3 separate regions of the Sus scrofa genome follow, and regions 2 and 3 are each linked to region 1. A link is a contact called in public HiChIP or PLAC-seq and promoter capture Hi-C data. All regions are on one chromosome and are shown on one strand. The core of a region is the stretch at or near the end of the contact, and the rest is flanking DNA. Distances in the headings are between cores, read along the strand shown.

Region 1 (4,711 bases), core at 1,284-3,783:
AATTCTAGCTATGTGTAACAACATGGGTATATCTAAATACGTTATCTTTTTTTTTCTTTCTTTTTTTTTTTTTTTTGTCTTTTTTGCCATTTCTTGGGCCGCTCCCGCGGCATATGGAGGTTCCCAGGCTAGGGGTCCAATCGGAGCTGTAGCTGCAGGATCCGAGCCGCGTCTGCGACCTACACCACAGCTCATGGCAACGCCGGATCCTCAACCCACTGAGCAAGGGCAGGGATCGAACCCACAACCTCATGGTTCCTAGTCAGATTCGTTAACCACTGTGCCACGACAGGAACTCCTAAATACGTTATCTTGAGTGTAAACATTATGTCCCAGAAAACAACATAGCAATGATACTCTATATAATGTCTCTACCAAGTAAAACTAAACAACATATTCCACAGGCATACATATATATGTAAATTAAACTGTATAGAAGATTAAAACACCACCACCACCAACACCCCAAGGAAATGCTAAACAGAAAATCAGGAGAGAGGCACAAGGACCACAGGGGAGAGGAGCACACTGGGAGGTATTATTTATTGGTAATGTTCTAATCTTTGGGTTGGGTATTGAGTTCCAGCTGTTCATTATGCTCTTAAATTAAAATGTAATTGTTATAAAGGATCAGGAACAGGAAACATCGCTGAAGTTTTTGTGGACAATTTAGTATTTAGCTGAAATAAAAAAATGGGCAGGATATGGTTTTGGTTATAAAGGTGTTTATAACCTAAAGGGGGCAATATGACAAACTCAGATATCTGGTAATTTCATGCTTTTATATGACATATTACTAAACCCAAATAGCCTTGATTTCATGCTCAATCACAATATTGTAAGCCTACATCCAGCTGGATAACAAGAGGCAAAAATCTATCATAAAGTTTTTCATCGTGGGAAAAGAATCTGAGAGAGAATGGATGGTGTATCTTATAACTGAATTACTTTGTTGTATAGCAGAAATTATCACCACCTTATAAATCAATTATACTTCACTAAAACTTTAAAAAATAAAATTTAAAAAATTTCAAATTTATATTTCTGGAGACTCCTAGGGAACGCTTTAATGTTGCATAGATATCCTTGTCCCATGTCACCTGAGTCTCTGATCTGGCTTACAAACAGCACCTCAGCCTCTCATTTTCTAATTTCTTGCCCCAGGCAGCTCCTGCTTCTACTGTGATCTAAGGAATCATAACTACCTCACCTCTCAGTTTCCCTAATGGTGGCTGGAGGAGGTATTAACATTAAACAAGACTTCACTGATTGCTTGAGGATGAAGCACGAGGGAATTACAACATAAAGAACCTTAAACTGCTTTCAGGGTTCCAGAAGACCACTCTATGGGTGCTTTCTTCCCAGCTTCCAGCTGGCCTCAGTTTAACAGAGATCAGTTTATTTCTCCTCAATGGCAAGACTCTTGAGTGATTGCCCCTTTCCTCTGAACCTAGCAAGGGGAAATTTTTTCCCCTCGTTTCAGGCTAAGGTTCACTTTGACCCTGCTCCAGGTTCTGACCTCTCATTAGGAAGATTGTGGTATTCCTTACTTCTTTTGAGAGTTTTTTACCTATGTCCACATTTGTGTAGTTTTTTTTTTAATCCAACCTCAAGCCATTTCAAAGACCTCAGGACACTATTATTGGACAGCAGTTCATTTTCCCAAATTTGGATATTCAAGTCACAACAAGCACTGAAGGATAAAATCTGGAACTTTTTTCATTCTTTCTTCAGTCTTCCGCTTCTCAATCCCTGGAAGCAATTGCTCCATACAGCATTGGAAAATACCTTTCAGATGCAAAAGAATTTTAAACTCATATATTTCACTCTCAAACAGAACTTTTCAGACTTAAAGCTGCAAAAATGTCATATTTCTTAAACTACTAAAATAACAATAACTTCTCACCCTGAATTCACTTCATCTGGTGAACAGCTGGGGAAGCAAGTAAGTTCACATTGCTTTTTGCTTAGTCTTAGAAGGCAAAATTCCTTGCAACTTTTACAACAGCACTGACCCCGAAACTCAGATATCATCACCTATTCCGCCCCACCCCCGTCAGAGAGTGTCTTACATAAATTAGCATATGCGGTTAGAGCGAGGGAAGAGTATGTAGGGTACGCTCAAATAGTTTAGTTCCAAAAAGGCTTCTGGAATCTTTAATCAGCCATGATTTCCCAGCCTTTACCCTTTACACACTCATAACTCGTAAACGCTGTGTAACTCCTTGCTTACAAACTGATTCCATTCCCATTTCCAGCACAGGGCTTGGCGAAAGCGTAGGCGCCCAACAATGAATGAATGAGTTTGTAAAAGGAAGGCAGGAAAAGGGTTGGTTTTTTTGAGATAGGACTAGGAAAACTACAATGGCCACAAAACAAAAAAACACTCAGACTTGGACAAATGCCCACTTTCAATCCGCTCTCAAAAGGAGTACAGGACACCAAGTTACGCCCCGCCCACGGGCGAGCGAAGGAAAACGCTAGCGCTCTGGAAAACCGGAAGTGCCTGGTCACGCCCCGCGCATGCGCGCTTCCGTTGCGCTCTCACTTCCTACACTGGGTCATCCAGTGAGAAAGCAGACCCAGGGCCTTGCAGGCCTGGACGTGGTCAGTCCCAGGGGGCCCCCAGCCGTCGCGCATGCGTTCTGGGTTGGCTTGCTCGCTCTGAGGCGGAGCGAACGCACAGTTTTCTTCTTGTACCCGCCCCCTCTGCTTTCCCCACCTGCCACGTACTGGGCCCGAGGTCTCGCTAGGCTTGGTGGGTCTGTGCGATTGGCCGGGGCCAGCGCAAGCCTGCCAGCGAGGTGCGGCGGGCCGGAGGGCAACCGAGTGGGCCGTGACTGCAGCTTTCTCCCAGCGCCCCAGAGCCTGGCAGTGGCAGCCTCGCACGAGTTGAATCAGCGGAGACCTGCGGAGGGGTGGCGGCGGCCTCGGCAAACCGGTATGGCCGCTGGAGGCGGGGGCGCGGCCGACTTCTCGGGCTAGGCGGCCCGGGAGACTTAGAAACGCCGAGACGGCTTCTTTCTAACCGGCGGGTGCGGGGCAGGTGGGGTTGGAGGGGCGGTGGGAAGGGGCTGGAGCCAGGAAGAGGGAGGCCGGGCGGGGCCTCGCGTGGGGGAGGGGAGGCCACAGAGGGGGAGGGGAAGGGCAAGGGCTCTCGGCAGCAACTGAGGCAGCGAAGCGGGCCTCGGCGGGAGGGATTCTCCGGGGGGGTTGTTTGGGGCAGCAAGTGCTCTTGCACCCATTCTGCCCGGGTCCAAGGGGTCGGGCTGACCGAGGGGGAGGAGAGGGACTTTGGGAGGCCTGGCGCGGTCCAGCGCCTAACTTTCTAGGGGGCTTGTAAGGGTGAGAAGGTGGAGGATGGCACCTTCGGAAGTAAGTTGATTGGCTTACATAGGAGAAACCTTGTTCCTTGGCTATGTCAGTGTTTAATCAAGCGCCGTCTGGAGGCCCAACCTAGTTTGATAGTGGTGATGACAACTAACTTTTAAGAGTTTAGTTTTCAAGGCAGTATGAAAGTACTTTAGATGCATGGTCTCATTGAATCATCACAAAGATTCTTTCAAATTTAGATATTATTTCTGTTTTGCATATGGTGGAAATGAGGCTTGGTGAAGTATTTGCTTAAGGTCACATAGCTAGTAGTGGGAATCTTTATCATTTTACTACACTGCCTCGAGTCGGGCAGGATTTGAGGCTTCTTGAATTATTTGGAATACTCAAGGGTTGATTTTGCTTAGGATTTCTTAAAGGCAGTTGTTATCCTCTGGAGGTGCCTATGCAGGCTTCTCTGAATTTTTGCAAGGCCCTAACCACAAGGGGAGTGGAGCTGGAGGTTTGGCCATGAACCTAGATGCTGGTTCAAGAGGCAGGCAGGCTTTTTATGTGTGTCTTTGGATATGTCACTTTATTCTCCAGTTCTGAGAACAGTGTTTCTGTTGGAAGATTTCATAAGTTTGTGGCTGTGTCATTTCTGGTTTTCAGAGGGAGGGAGGCAAGGACAAGATGGGAGAAGAAGAGCTGTAAGGATCTCACCAGCAGTTCATAGTAGTCCATACCCATCCATACTTTGTGATTGAAGTTAGAGAAAAAGAGGACCTGAGTCTAGTGTTACATTAAAAAAAAATGTGGGGACGGGATTTTCTCTGGAAGGGAAAATTTTGTGGTACTTTTATTTTTGTGATGCTTGAGTGCATGCTTTATGGAGACTGCAGCACAAACTGGGTGAAACCTTAGAGAAGGCCCAGTTCCTGGCCACAGGTAGTTTACAGACTTTAGGAAACATCAACCATTAAGTGAATTTGCAGACATGGCAAATGCAAAGTAAAAGAGACTCATATTCAGATCCGTTGGAACCGAGCAACAGTCTCCTCACAATCAAAAGGGTTATGTCAGTTATTTTCGATGTTGGAAATTTCTTTTAATTAGGGGTATGTCGTAAAGAGGCACTTCTAGCTATGTAAAGAAGGTACATTGTAAAGGTTTGGCTTAGGAACTGACCTGGTAGTATAGCTTTTTTTCTCTCAGTCGTTTAGCGGAACTTCATTATTTGTCATTCATCTTTTGTTTAGGGAACAAAAACAAGTCTTTAAATATTTACTGTATGTATGTCAGGCACTATTCTAGATGCTGCTTAGAGTAGGTAGTACTGTCCTGCTAAAGCTAAGCCCTGGTCCTTAGCTGCATTATTGCCTGTTTACACATCTTATAG
Region 2 (4,711 bases), core at 1,047-3,546, 900 kb after region 1:
CTGAAAGGATCTCAGGGCTTCTCAGTACCAAACTTAGAGAACAGCTGTTCTGGACACTTAAGGATTTCAAAATCCTACACAGCCACAATTCTATCTCTCTTGCTTAAAACAAACATATACACAGTCTGGGATTTTTGGTTTTTGGTCTTTTAAGACACTGAACACTAAAAAACCATACTGTTTAGATAACACAGATAATCCATTTAGGGAAGGAAAATCCTGAACAATAAACCCCATTTAGAACCATATAATAGTGGTTAAGAAGACTCTGAAATCACAAAGGTCAGCTCCTGATAAAAGATATAAATGTTTCCCCATCTGTAAAAGAGAGGCATAAATGTTTCTACCTTACCAGGTTTTATGAAGATTAAATGAGTGAAAATAAACTAAGTACTCAGCACACACTGTCTACCATGTAAAAACTTCAACAATGTTATCCTCACCCTTCACAGATGTGTCTCTTTAAAGAAATCTAATGCAGATACAGGTTTAAAAATATAAAATAAACTAAGGGAAAGTATTTAACAACATAAAGCGGGGGTGCTTTTGAAAACACGAAAGAACTATTTAAGAAGCAAGAAGAACTCTCCAACAAATTTATACACGTAAAAGAACTTTTGGAAGCTGTTCAGTAGTCTTCCTTACTTATAGATAAGTACATCATAAATTAATTCCTGCAGAGCCGTACGGAGAGTGACCGAATCCCTCCTGACAAAACCTTTTATGGGCCTGCAAACTTTTATTACTAATTTTAAGAGAACAATATAAACATTCACCAATTTTGTGGAGAGTGAGGACAGTAAAGAAACCAAGGGCCGTTTCTTTCTCTCCTCCCTTGTTTCCTAAGGAGTCAAGAAACTTCGTTGCTATACTCCTTGACCAATCACAGAAACTTCATCTTTCCCAGGTATGTGTTGTGTTTCAGGGTTTTCAAAGCGCTCTTCACATTATCAACGGGATATATACTAAAAAAAAATCTTATAACACTATGTAAAAATATAACATTCAGAATTCAAAATATCTGCTATTAAATCCTTGCTCTAAAAACTAGGGCCCAAAATGACTTTCAAACAACAGCAAAAGCCAAAAAACCCTGTTTCCACGTAGTCACTCCAAATCACTTCTGCACAAAATCGCATGATTCCTTAATTACGCCGCAGTAGCGTGCTATGAGGAATCCCGGCAAGTGGACACGCAGAACCTCAAAACCACTGGCCAAGACCCTAGTGGAACGCCCTGCAGAAAGCTTCCGGACTCTTGGCGGACCGTCCCTTCCCCCAACCATCGGCACAAACAGGAACTCAAAACGCACAATACAGAGCACCGCAACCGCCGCCCGCCTCCCGCCGCCGAGAAACTTCCGCCAAGAGCAGGAGCCACCGCCTCCCGAGCTACCGAAAGAGGAGGGCCGGGAGCCGCCCGCGAGTCCCAGCCCCTCCCCGTGGCTGGGCCGGCCCCCGGGGAAGCCCCCATTCGCCCCACCCCGAGCCAGGACCCGCCCCCCAGCTTCCCCGGCCTCCTTCCTGTGGGAAGTGCGGCTCCTTTCACGTCCCCCACCCTCTCGGCTCCGCCTGGCAGCCACTCCGCCGCTAAGCGCAGGCCAGGCTGGACCGGCGAGTGGTGCCGGAGAGGAGCAGTGCGGGCCCTCACACTGGCGATGCACACAGGCCTGCCTCCACCTGCGGGCCTAGCCAGGCAGCAAGCCGCCCGCCCTCCCCCTTGCCGCGGGCGAGGTCCTACCTCGCCACCAATACGTCTTGGACAAGTCGTGCCAGGTCTGATGCTGGGTGTGGTGAGTGCCGCCTGGACCCAGGTGCGCCGCCTCGATGAGACCCCGGCGCCGCTCGGGCTGCAGCACTACCTCCAGCTCGGCGAAGGTCTTGCGGTGCCTCTGCCGTCGCTGGTAGTACAAGGTCCCATCGCGCACCACGTAGCAGGCGGCTGCCTTACGGATTTTACGCTTAACATTGCCCTCGGTGCCCGGCGCGTATGGCTCGCACTCGTTCGTCAGGTAGCGCAGGATGGCCTGGTAGCTTTCCTCGCTTGACATCGCTGACGGCGGCTCCCTGAGGGCGCCTGTCAATGGCAGGAGAGAAAAACAGTGCACTGGCTCCAGGCGGATGCAACAACGGCGGCAGCACTGTAGGGAGTTACGACTGTGTCTGTGGTGAATACTCTTCGACGGCGCCCGCAGCGCGGAGGGAGAACCGACGAGTTGGTAACCAGGGGGAACTGCACTTCTCCAGCGCGCGGGATCCGCTGGCGACTGACAAAATGGCTGCTGCACCACCGGAAGTGACGCAAATCAAGGGCAGTGGGTGAGGGGACTAAGCCCTGATTGGAGCTGGAGTGCAGAGGCTTTCTGGATTGATCTAGCGGACTGAGTGACGTCAGGACTGCGGTCGGACATTTTGGAAGCGGGTAGGCCCTTCTGGGGAGACAGAAGTGGTTTGGGGCAGACATCTTAAGTCCTGGCAATTTCCCTTTTGATTTTTCCCTTCTTTCCCATGCTCTGAGCACGTGTAGGAGCTTGTGGGCAGTTGTTTATACCCTCGGTGATACCTTAGGATGTAAAGGAGCCTTTTTTTCCTACGTGACGACGCTTGGAGACCCTCGACAACGCAAATACGCCAGATTTTGAGGCTCTTAGTAAAGTATTAGTCAAGGGATACAAGACCAAAGAATGCCCTTTTACACGGAAATGTAGCTTCCAGTGTTATAAAATCCAAGTCTCTCCGTTATAGGAGTTACTGTAATTTCTAAGAATCAGCTGGTTCAAAACTACGCATGGTTTTCCTGGAATTATCGGTTGATTCAGTGATGATTTTCTACCAGTGAGGGCACTTAGACTAGCTAACACTATTTCCTTACAGCTTATTTACATATATTTTCACATTAGCTTGGGAGGAAAAATTTTCCATTTTACACCCAACATATATTGAAGGCACAAAAGGCCAAGGTAATTCGACCTACGTTTTCCAATGTGCATTCTAGTTGAGATATTTAGCCTGGAGCGGTCCTGGTCAACCCGTCCCTAGGTCGGATATGCAACGCAGATTAGAGACACAGGCCTATGACATTTAAAGCTACTGGGGTAGAGCGCTGTTAGTGCTTAAACTGGAGCCTGAAAACCCTGGGCCAACCCTCTTACATCCCATCCTGGAGTCTGCAGTCGCTTGGGTGAGGGTCTAACCCTTACGGATACAAGTGAAGACAGACCACAGTTGAAAGCAGTAGGCTCAAAGAATGGAGTGCAGTCTGCACCGTGCTTGGGCAGCGGGGGCGGGGGAAAGAGGGGGGGGTGTCAGAATTTCCTAACGGCCAGAGATACTTAAGGCAGTTTAATATTCTAGCTATTGGTACCTGAACTGCCAGGCCCAGAAAATACAGCTGCCAGGATTAGGGTTTACATAGGCTGCTCATTCCACAAATTACCGTTGGGGTAGGAGGTATTAGAAGCAGACACGCATTCCTCCCCCGCCTCCACGGGGTGGGGCACCCAGAGTGGGTGGTCCAGATCCACCCTTCCAAGGGTATTGTGCTGGGTCAGCACTACCACTGTTTTCCTGTGAAACTAAGTATATTAAAATTGTTGGGTAATCAAGTCATGTATGTGGCAGAGAAGCCAAGTTAAAAGAAATTCCCCTGCACTGTTTGTTAAGATACAACCTGTGAAAGCACTGAGAAGCCCACTAAAATTTGATTCTTCGAGACAACAGAGAAATGTTTCAATAGTGTTTTACACGTGGTCCAGTGTCTTCCTGAGAAAAGCTACTTACTGTTCTGTGAGAACAGGTAGTGTTTATGTCTCCTCCAGGATATCAGAATGGGTACTTCCACTTTAAGACATTTAGGCCAAAAAAGCCATGCTTTAAGGGGACATTTTATTCTGTGACCAAAAGAACATGTTGCTCTGTGCTCAAGTTGGGCATTTTGATTGGTTTTTAAATTTTCCCTATTCAGGACTAGCTTCTAATTTCATTTTTTTTTTAATTACTTACAATTGCTTTTTTCCAACCAAAACCTTTTTTTTCTTTTGGTCTTTTTAGACCCACACCTACAGCATATGGAGGTTCCCAGGCTAGGGGTCTAATCCAAGCTGTTGCTGCCGGCCTGCACTACGGCTACAGCAACCCCAGATCTGAGCCTCATCTGCAACTTACACCACAGCTCACAGCAATGCCAGATTCTTAACCCACTGAGTGAGACCAGGGATCAAACCCGCAACCTCATGGTTCCTACCTTGGATTGTTTCCATTGCATCATGATGGGAACTCCCAACCAAAATCTTATTAAGCAAAAATCAGCTGTTGAACATAACTTGTATATTCATTTTTACTTTACACATTTTAGTTCCAAGTCCTCTAAAGGGACTGTTTTATTATCCCCAATACCTAAACCAATGCCTAAATTTAACATTCACCAGAAGTAAACATAAATTCCATCACCTTGGATACAAAGGTGATGAGGGGAAGTGTTGATAGAATTTTACCTTCACCTGCTACTGATATATAAAAGCATGTTTCTTAAGGGGATGTGGCTTATTCATATTCTATCTTTGAACTTAGCACAGCATGGTACTAAGATGATCTACTTTTTGTAGAAATGCAAGTGTATTAACATCAATTATGATTACTATTTTAACACACTTAAACTACTTGGATATTTTCCAAGTATACTCAAGAAGTTGGACTCTTCATTTAAGCTTATT
Region 3 (4,711 bases), core at 1,178-3,677, 840 kb after region 1:
TTCCTGCTGTGGTGCAATGGGATCAGCCGTATCTCTGCAGGACACAGGTTCAATCCCTGGCCCAGCACAGGGGATTAAAGGATCCAGCACTGTCCCAGCTGTAGTGTAGGTCACAACTGTGGCTTGGACATGATCCCTAGTCTGGGAACTCCATATGCCATGAGGCAGCCAAAAACACAGACAAAAAAAACAAGCATCTATAAATACATAATTACAAATAAAAATCTCATGTTTATGTCTCCATTTGAAAAGTGATAGAGGGAGTTCCCGTTGTGACGCATCAGAAACAAATCTGACTAGGAACCATGAGATTACAGGTTCGATCCCTGGCCTCGCTCAGTAAGTTAAGGATCTGTGTTGGTGTAGGTCACAGACGCAGCTCAGATCTGCTGTTGCTGTGGCTGTGGTGTAGGGTGGCAGCTGTAGCTCCGATTAGACCCCTAGCCTGGGAACCTCCATATGCCATGGGTGCGGCCCTAAAAAAAATAAAAGGCACACAGAGAAGTGATAGAAATGAGAGTCTCAATGATTAAGTAACATTTGAAGACCACATCTAGGAAAAGGAAACAAATATGAATTACCTGATCTATGTAAAATGTTTTGCTGAGCACTTTTACATATAGTCATAAATAGTGGACCAGGGGTTTCAAATGACCAAATCAAAGTATCAGCAAACCAGAGTTCCCGTCATGGCTCAGTGGTTAACGAATCCGGACTAGGAACCATGAGGCTGCGATTTGATCCCTGGCCTTGCTCAGTGGGTTAAGGATCCAGCGTTGCTGAGAGCTGTGGTGTAGGTCGGGGCTCTGACGTAGGCCAGTGGCAACAGCTCCAACTGGACCCCTAGCCTGGGAAGCCCCATATGCCGCAGGAACAGCACTGGAAAAGATAAAAAGATAACAACAAAAAAAGAAAAGAAGTATCAGCAAACCACCCTGTTTCTGTTATGGGAAATGCACTTTGATTCCTTCTTCATTCTCCAGATTTAGAGCCTGATGAATCACCCATTCACAAATACTGAACTCTTTTCGTATATGAAACATGCAGTACAAAGTACTGTGAAGAAAAAAAAGAATTTGTAATGGTCTCTGTGGTCAAAGAACTTTTTTTTTTTTTTTTTTTTTGGCCACCCTGCAGCATATGGAGTTCCTGGGCCAGGGATCAGATCCAAGCCATAGTTTTGACCTATGCCACAGCTGCCATAATGCTGGATAGTTTAACCCACTGCGGTGGGTGGGGGATTGAACCTGTGTCCTGGTGCTGCAGAGATACTGCTGATCTCTTTGCAGCGGCAACTCCCAAAGAACTTTTGAGCCATCTAAGGAGTTTTTTTTAAAAAAACATATACCGAGGTAAGGAGTTCCTGTTGTGCCTCAGCAGGTGAAGGACCCTACCTTGTCTCTATGAGGATGGGGGTTCAATCCCTGGCCTTGCTCAGTGGATTGAGGTTCCTGGGTTGCTGCAAGTTGCAGGTAGCAAAATCACTCTTTGAGCAAATAATATTATTATTTGCATTTTATACAGAAGGAAGCCATATGTCTGTAGGCAGTAAGAAACCAACAAGATTTACTCAGCCAGTAAAAGGATTCAAACTCAACTTCTGGCTCCTTTAAGATCAATTTTTGTAACAATCACAGCATATTATAGGGCAAACCCAGAAACTACACTTCCCTAGGCAAGGAATCGACCCTGTGTAGCAAGAGGGCAGTATAAATATAGAGGAAAAAGGCTGAAAAAAAGCTGAAAAGTTAGGCTGCGGCCCAATATAACGCTTGGACTTGATTCTGCAAACCTGGGTATCCCCTAAAGGTTTCTGAGCAAGGCAGAAACTACTGAGGTCTTCACATAATAAAGTAACTCGTCTTGACACAGAAATTGCGGCATGTTAAAAAAAAAAAAAAGTTTTACCACTTGCCTACGTGACCTTGGACAAATTTTTCTTTGGCTTCAACGCTCACATCTAATTAAAAAGAGGATGATTCCTCATCGGACTATTGCGATTAAAACGAGGTAGTGTTTGACACAAGGGGGCGCCCAATAAACGTTGATTTCCCCTAGAATTTGGGTTTTGGGGGGTTTTTTTGTTTTTTGTTTTTTGTTTGTTTGTTTATTTTGAGTAGGTACTCTAGAGCTAGCAAAACCAGAATGAAAGAGCCTACTGGCTTTGGCTGCCACCACACCACCGGTCTGCAGAGATCGTACATAATTTCACCAACGTTTCTAGAATTATGCTCCAACCTCCTCTAACTTCTTCGGAACCGCTTCTGGACCATGAAAATCTAACTGAAGTCCGAAAGTTCCTAACCAGCGATCCGCAGAACCATCCAACTTCCCCCACCCTTCCCTCGGAGGTACTCGCCGGTGAAGTCACATCCACTTCCGTTTCGGAAAGGGCCTCTTGCCTATCTCTAGGGCCGCTCTAGGCTGCCTCTTCCACGGCTGGCTCCGAAGCTCAATGGTTGCTGGGCAGGGCCGTGACGTCTTTGGCGTGGCTGCAGGGGAGGCCGCGGCGGGGAAAATGGCGGACGGGAAGGCGGGAGAGGAGAAGCCTGAGAAGCCGCAGCGAGCTGGAGCCGCCGGAGGTGAACACAACCCCAGCGTCGCGGGCTACGTGGGATGCTCTGGGCCTTTCTTTGAGCTTCCCTGGGTGGGGGGAGTAGGTTGGGGCGAGAATGGGCGGATCTGGCGCTCACCCGGCCAGGCGCTGGGCCCAGACGAGCCCCGGGCACGCCCGGTGCGGCCCGCTGGGATCTGAGCCCACATCACCTTCTTGCCGGGGTACAGCCGGTCACTGTTCGTCACTTCTCGGCCCCAGCGGAGGCCCTGCTTCCGAAGAGAAGGGAGATGGGCCCCAGACAGGAGGACCGAACTCGGGGTAGGACTAGGAGTCGCGGTGCAGGAGCCGCTACCGCCACACCGGAGACGCACATCACACAAAACGCTCAGGCGGGCTCACCCAGTGCGAATTATCCAGCTGTGGCCGCAGGCCGAGTTTCCGACGGTGCCGGGGCCTCTCAGTTACACCTAGGAGTTAGTTTGCTGTTCCCTTTTCTCTAAGAAGGCGGACGACTCCGGCCTTTTTCCTTTCTTTATTTTCAAGCCTAATACTGATCCTGTAACGGGATATATGGAGGCGATTGGGGCGGGGGGCGAGGAATACATTTGCCTGCCTCCTGGTTTAATCTGCGGGGTCTAGGGTTAGGGTTTGGTTGCCTTTCTTTACAGTGTCTGCCTTTTCTGAGCTAGGCTGTTGCCAGCTAACTTCATGCCAGATATTAAGGTGGCTAAATAGGCTAGTGTGACTTTTCCTGTATTTCGTTACGAGGTAAACTCAAGTTACAGCTATCTTTATTCTGTCACCTCCACCCCTCTAAATTTGGGTCTTGTGCATTAAGGAAAATAAATAGCATGTAATCTCTCCAGCCCTCCCGCCCCTTTGTCCTAACTAGGCTGGTGACAACACGTGCAAGCTGATCATAATGTCTTTAGAACGTTTTAAGTACTACACTCGATTCTAACTCTCCTTAAAGTCTTATCCCTGAAAGTTTTTAATACTAAAACATACATAAGATTAATAGTCTATGAGGACAACTATTTGGACCTTCCAACAAGTTTAATGTGAATTGACTTGGGATCAAAAATTGAGAAAAGTGTAATCAGTGTTCGATTACTTTGGACCCAGACTTTCCTTTTCAAAAGTTATGTACAGTGCTGTTAGTTGAGCCCAAACTCCCTTCCCCCTTCTCATTCCCCTCTTGTCTTTTTTAAATTAAAACTAGTAGAATGGTTTATGAAACAACAGTTTAAACCACTTAGTACTACCTCATTAGCAATTTGATTTTCGTCAAAAATTTTCTTGGAAATTATCAAAATTACATTTAAAAAAGTAATTTGAGGAAAACCATATCTGTAGCCTAAAGAATCTTATCTAAGTTTTATACTTTTAACTTTTAGAATGGCTTTTTGTCTTGCTTGAGAGTATCTGAGATGTGTTTAGTGTGATGCCAAAATGTACCTAAGTGTCAGCATAATTCACTGTAAACTCATCCACTACCCTTTCAGTTAGGGATAGTTCACTCTGTAGTATGAATATTGATGTTTCTATTTTAGCACACTTTTGTGAAGGGGTGTGGTGTAAAAGTATCTTTGCTAATTGCTATAAAAAATTATCTCCTTGTTGGTGACTTAGAATAAGTAATAACTCATAATAATGTCTACATAATTTGTCGTGGGTACACCTTCCTTTATAGGAAAATAGTATTGTTGCATATAAACCATTTTTGAACATCAGATATTTTTAATGAATTTGTACAAAGAAATCAGCTAAAACATTTCATACAAGGCTATTGCTAAATTGATGATTTTGTGGCAAATAGGCATTGTTTTAAAACACTGTCAGGTTTGTCTTGGGGGCTTTTCTAGAGATTTTCTGATTTTTTTAAAAATCCTATTAATAATCCAGTAAGTCAGAAATAGAAGCATTTTTTAAATGAATTTACATGAATTTATGTCAATATGAGATGCTGCTTGAACAACTTACTCTCACCTTAAAGAAGAAGGATAATGTTAAGAGTAAGGCTTTGGACAGTTTTTTGTTTTCCTCCCTTTCACTCAATTTCTGTAGCTCCTTGAAATAAGTAGAAATTTTATACAGGAGCTATTCATATCATAATCAGTCCATCTCAGACTATTTTAGGTTATGTAAGAACTA

Evidence for each region. Promoter capture Hi-C pulls out the DNA fragments that hold promoters and counts their contacts. HiChIP or PLAC-seq counts read pairs in DNA pulled down with a chosen protein or histone mark.
Region 2: an H3K27ac HiChIP or PLAC-seq map of alveolar macrophages shows a contact between it and region 1. The contact joins the promoter of ZBTB11 here to the promoter of TFG in region 1. A contact is called at or near these places in 2 of 5 promoter capture datasets (fetal liver and fetal skeletal muscle), 1 of 47 Hi-C or Micro-C datasets (retroperitoneal adipose tissue) and 2 of 2 datasets of contacts at active chromatin or transcription factors (alveolar macrophages and skeletal muscle).
Region 3: a promoter capture Hi-C map of liver shows a contact between it and region 1, with 4 times the contacts expected there. The contact joins the promoter of PCNP here to the promoter of TFG in region 1. A contact is called at or near these places in 1 of 5 promoter capture datasets (liver) and 1 of 2 datasets of contacts at active chromatin or transcription factors (skeletal muscle).

Annotation. Positions count from the first base shown.
Region 1 is chr13:158,324,724-158,329,434 of Sscrofa11.1, reverse strand. It overlaps TFG (protein TFG), which reads left to right and starts at 2,533. Exons shown (of 8, transcript XM_021070561.1): 1 at 2,533-2,941.
Region 2 is chr13:157,419,609-157,424,319 of Sscrofa11.1, reverse strand. ZBTB11 (zinc finger and BTB domain-containing protein 11) reads right to left here and starts at 2,296. Exons shown (of 11, transcript XM_003132695.5): 1 at 1,741-2,296. The coding sequence starts at 2,050.
Region 3 is chr13:157,488,980-157,493,690 of Sscrofa11.1, reverse strand. It overlaps PCNP (PEST proteolytic signal-containing nuclear protein), which reads left to right and starts at 2,427. Exons shown (of 5, transcript XM_003132696.4): 1 at 2,427-2,582. The coding sequence starts at 2,456.